2 separate regions of the Anser cygnoides genome follow, and region 1 is linked to region 2. Evidence: chromatin contacts called from public Hi-C data. All regions are on one chromosome and are shown on one strand. Each heading gives the region's core, a stretch centred on a gene start, on an enhancer-like site or on the middle of the called end of the contact. The rest is flanking DNA. Distances are from core to core; before and after follow the strand shown.

What was found. A called contact is a pair of places that touch in the nucleus more often than the background predicts.
Region 1: a Hi-C map of liver shows a contact between it and region 2, with 2.1 times the contacts expected there. The contact joins the promoter of LOC106037710 here to the enhancer-like site in region 2. A contact is called at or near these places in 3 of 7 Hi-C or Micro-C datasets (all in liver).

The regions. Positions count from the first base shown.
Region 1 is chr13:7,009,967-7,012,666 of Taihu_goose_T2T_genome, forward strand. It overlaps LOC106037710 (H(+)/Cl(-) exchange transporter 5), which reads right to left and starts at 1,255. Exons shown (of 13, transcript XM_067005098.1): 1 at 1,174-1,255.
Region 2 is chr13:6,972,416-6,975,115 of Taihu_goose_T2T_genome, forward strand. LOC106037710 (H(+)/Cl(-) exchange transporter 5) reads right to left here. Exons shown (of 13, transcript XM_067005098.1): 4 at 2,499-2,598; 5 at 826-1,010; 6 at 105-227. Among named protein-coding and RNA genes, the nearest start is that of BCORL1, 72 kb to the left of the region's middle. Within about 2 kb of position 1,331, at least 1 of the 3 cell types and tissues checked has open chromatin away from gene starts, as enhancers often do. A contact at or near this core is called in liver, where this site is marked.

The DNA of each region.
Region 1 (2,700 bases), core at 5-2,504, 37 kb after region 2:
TGTACACCAATGTCCTAGAGGGCAATAAACAAAGCCACAGTCTAATCTTTAGGAAGCATTATAAATCCTTTCTTGTTAAAGCCCTCCACCAAAACTAGTGCAATAGTTCTCATTTCACAGGACCACAGAATATCTGAGCTGGAAGGGACCCACAAGGATCATGAAGTCCAACTCCTGGGTCCCCAAAGGGCCATCCCAAAATCAGACCCTGTGTCTGAGAGCGTTGTCCAAACACTTCTTGAACTCCAGCAGCTCGGTGCTGTGACCACTGCCCTGTGGAGCCTGTCCCAGTGCCCAACCACCTCTGGGTGCAGAACCTTTCCCTAACACCCAGCCTGACCCTCCCCTGTCCCAGCTCCATGCCGTTCCCTCGGGTCCTGTCGCTGTCCCCAGAGAGCAGAGCTCAGCGCCTGCCCCTCCGCTCCCCTCGTGAGGGAGCTGCAGGCCGCCATGAGGCCTCCCCTCGGCCTGCTCTGCTCTGGGATGAACAAACCCAGGGACCTCAGCCACTCCTCATACATTTTGCCCTCCAGACCCTTCACCATCTTACCATCAATTTCCTCACTTCACCTCTGAAAAACCAATCCACCAAAGCCACAAACAACAAGGGCACGACTCCCTGCACGCCGCAGCCAGCCCACCGCAGCTCCAAGGCCTTCCCTGCCATCAGCGCATCGCACCTGACACACCGTGCCCGGTCTCACGACGGGCACAACGCGACAGCCTCCAGCAGCCGCCCGGTGCCCGGCGGGGAGCAGGGGACACGGGTCCTGCCTCCCGGTAGGAAATGGGGGAGCCATAACAGCCCCCCGCACCCCCGGGCGCTACTGCTGCCCTGACAGCTACCGCGCTGCGCAACCCAGCCCGGGTGTTGTCCGACGACCTCCCTGAGATTTTTCCCGTGTTCGGCTCCAGGAGAAAGGCCCTTTCAGTTTAAAAGAATAAAGAGGATTTTGAAACACTTAAAGTTAAGGCAGAACCTGGCTTCACCTCCCCGTTGCCACCACAGGGCCCAACTCCATCCCGCCCCCCAGCCAGCAGCCGGCCCGCGGCAGGCGCAGCCCCTGCCTGCACCCACGGGGGGACGCGGGGCTGGGGCAGCCCCGGGGCGCTCACGCCGCCGCCCTGCCCCGTCCCCATCCCGCAGGCAGCGCCGCGACCCCCGCCCCTCACCTCCGCTCCGCCGAGCCCCGCCCCGGCCCCGGCCCCGGCCCCGGCCCCGGCCCCGCTCCGCTCCACCGCCCCCCGGCCCGCCCTGCCCGTTCCGGTCCCGCCCGTTCCGGCCCGCTCCGCGGCGCCATCTTGGGCCCGGGCCGGCACCTCGCGGGCGGGTGTCTCTTGTTGGTAAATCTTGTCAGAACTCCCCAGAAATAAGCGCCCGCTCTGCCCCCTCCTGCACTTCCCAGTGGGAGGGAGCAGGGACAAGCACGTTTAAAGGAGCCTGAGGGGCACGGAGGAGCTTCTTGACTTGAAGACCTAGGCTGGCACCTTCCTACAGCTAGAGAATGCATCCTTATAAATGCTGGCTCCGTGTTACAATATATTTATAGGTGGTATGTGCCATGGTTTGGCTTTAGGAGCAAAATAATGCTGGTAACACGCTGATGTTTTAGTTGTTTCCCCACTCAGGGAGGGGGAAGTGAATGAACGTCTTTGTGGCACTTAGCTGCCTGCTGAGTTAAACGTCCCGCTATCAACGCACTAAATATTTACATGGTGTTAGCGGTTTGTGTGCTCAGGGGGCCCTCAGACCACTTGTGCCTTGGCACCAGCTCCCTGAGCTTGGTGGCTCTCAGTCTCAGTGTTTCTTTTGGTGTCAGGTCACCATTGTGGCCCCATCAGGAACAGGATCCAGCCTGTGCTCTGCACCCAGCAGCACGTCTGCGCCCAGGAAAAAGCCAGACAGCCAAGGCAGCAGGGATGTAGAACAGGTATAACCCAGCGTGGCACAGATGACTTTTCTCTGCCTCAGTTTCCCAAAAGCTGAGGAAGAGGAAGAGAATGACAAACTCGTGAACGCTGGGAAAGTGTTTTGAGATGCCTGGAAGAAACAAACTGAAGGCATGCAATGTACTGCTACAGTGACAGCAGCCTGGATCAGAATCACCAGAGGCACTGGTTTGGGGAACAGCCTCTCTGCTAACACCCTGCCAATGGGCAGGTGTTAGACACCTCTGGAGCAGAGCAGCAGCAGCAGCACAGAGCTGGCAGCTCCCATGCCCCTGGGGGGCTCCAGGGAAGGCTCCGTCTCCTGTCACTCCCCCTTGCTCCTGTCTCCAAAGGGAACAAGCCTGGAGGAGAAAAGACAATTTTAATGAGCTGATATAGTTGGGTTTTAGGACTGTTGCTTTTTGAGGCAGTGACTCGTGTCTCAGACTGGGATGTCAGATGCTGTGCTGTCCACTCTGGTGGAATGCTCTGCAGCTGTCATGAGTGCTGTCACACAGCATGTCCTACATCCAGCAAACCTCTGCTTCCTCCTTCCTTTTAGGCATCGGAACAGGCTCCCCACAGAAGGGGTCACAGCACCAAGCCTGCCAGACTTCAAGAATTGTTTGGACAATGCTCTAAGAAATATGGTCTGATTTTTGGGTGGCCCTGTGAGGAGCCAGAAGCTGGACTTGATGATCTTCGTGCAGGTTTTACAGACATTCCCCCCCAGCCACTCACGCTCACCCTCGGTGTGGTGGCAGCCTTAAC
Region 2 (2,700 bases), core at 81-2,580:
GCATAATCTTTGGATGGTGGATCCCTACCCCACCTTAAAACAAACTAACACCACCACCCCCCAAAAAAAAAACAACAAAAAACATCACTTTCATTCTTGCTCACCTCTGGAATTCCTGAGCCACAGGCATAAGGAGCAAAGCCCTTCACAAGTAACACGGCAAGAAGTGAGAATAACAAAGCCCAGATAACATACATCAAGTAGTTGAGAATGTATGCAAAAGCCCCCTGTAATGCAGAGAAAGTTAACAGATTTGTATCACTTCAGCTGAGATTATGTCAAACCAGTACACTGAAGCAAGTGCACAGAAATAGCAGGTAATCTCAAATACAGTTATCATCAGCCAAAAATAACAGGGATCATAATAAGTCTGTAGTTCCAAGGACAAGTTACATTTGCTGGGTTACAGGAATGTGAGCCACCCATACTTCCAAAGACCACTTTATAAAATGGCAAACAAGTTATACAAATACTGTCCCAGTCAAGCTGGCTGCTCCACTGGATAGAACTGCCAGAACTTGGTTCTATCCAGAACACAGGACTTGAACTTTAAAGTGTTCATGGGCAAAAACATTCTCCAAGCAGTAACTCTCAAACACAACTAAAGCAGTACGCTTGTAAATGTGTCGATGTTTTGCTTCCCCACTGAGGAAAATACATAAGTAACTTATTTACACCCTTCAAAAGACCCCAACATTCGAATTTACATCACTGAAATATCTTCAGTTAGCACTTCTGGCATATACATACAGATCATACAAAGAGACAATACAGGCTGGGGAAATGGGACATTCAGCAGCAGAAGTAGTTCTAGGCACACATTACCTCTCCATGGCCAATAATAAGCTGTGACCAGCTCTTCCATTCGGGACACTTGTCTCTGTCTGTAAAGGTAGTGTTGGATTTCCAGCAGCAGTGTTCATGGTTAAACCAGAAGCCTGCTAAACACACTCCTTCTTTCAAATCTGTCATCCAGTGGGCAGAAATGTCTATCAGACCTGCTAAGGAACCTGGTTTAAAAAAAAAAACAAAGGTGAAAACTTAATAACCATCTTATGCAGGCTCACATATCTGAAGGTTACAGTCTGCCCCTACTTTGACTCACCTACAAGCAAATAGGAGCAGCACTGATATTTTTGCCTACAATTAACTTTTATTCTTAAGAGGGCTAAAGGGAAGATTTGCTTAAGCATACATTGAAAAGAGTAGGTCACAAAACTAAGTGTGGCTAACAACATTTCCAAGGTTGACCCCAGCAAACTGCATTAAAACCTACCCTAAGTCACTAGAAATTAATTCTTCTCAATTAGACTGAACAACCACATTAAATATATCATGGCAAGTAGTCAGAGGCAAGGAGGGATTTATGTTTCCAAAGAACATAAAACATGTCACTGGTCTCCAGCACAAGAGCTGAAATCCACAAGTTACACTAACAATGCTAAGACTGTGCAAGGAATAACTTTGAATTTGGAGGAAACATTTCCAATCCCAATTAAAAACAAAAACCAAACAACTAACAAAAAAACAGAAGGGAAAGTTACAACTACGCCAAATAATACAACCAGAGAGTCAGTAAGGAAAGTAATTCACAATTTAAAAAAGAAAGCTTCAAGCAATTTTATGTTTTTCTGTTAAGGAAAACTCCTATAGCCCCCCCCCCCAATAAATGCTGTAATTGGCTCCGTTCTCAGGTAAAATGCCACATCAACACAGAAGCCAGGAATACAGACCTCTGATCTGCATGATCAGAGGCTCCAGAGCCAGCACTAAACATTTAGCAAATCTTCCAGTTAATGAAAAACTTGCTAGCAGCTTTCCTATGTAAATATTTAACAGAAGACTTAATTTCATCCCGCATGATGAATGTTTAGCTGCCTTCTATCAAGAAGATTTGCATCCAACTGATTTACTACTTTTGCACTTGGGTCCAAAGTTTGCTTCTGAAATAATATAAAAGGCCTCAGCCAGTCAACCTCTTAAAGAAGCCTGACTTTCCAAGAAATACTGCTCACCTTTTATTTTTAAGTATAGTGGGCCTTTTTTTTTTTTTTTTTTTTAAGTATAGTGTGTGTGTGTGGGGGGGGTAATAAAATTTAACACTCCTTGACATCAGCCTCTCCAGCGTCAAAGAGCATTCAGCAAAAATGATTCACATCATGATACTTCCCTCTGAACCACCATTTTGATCACCTCCATTTTGCTACCTACTATTATTTCAGAGCTCTGTACCACTATCAGATCAAGAACAGTCCCCAGGACAGCCTTCAGTCTGAGTTTTGTATCTTGGTATTTATACGGATAGGGTCTCGGGGCATTTAAAAATAACTCTCCTTAAATTGCAAAACAGTGGCAGAGCCATAAGTATCAGTGTAGCTTCTCAGCCCTTGTTTCTGGGACAAAATCTCCTGCTTTAATGATATAACAGGGTTTGTGCTAGGAATCAGTAGTGATGGTACAGAACCAGGACTCAGTTTTATATTAAGGTTTGCTCTTACCTGCTAACAACCCAATGAACAGCATCAACAACCAGCCAGAAAAAGCATCGCTCACGCTGTGTATCAGGGCCCATGTTGACTCTTTACTTCTGCTGGTAATCTAGAAGAATTAAAAAAAAGAATCCATTAGGACACCGATCTAATTCCCTGTAAATACCTTAAGAGTTACTTGGTAGCATTGTAAGTTGGAGATACACCCCTA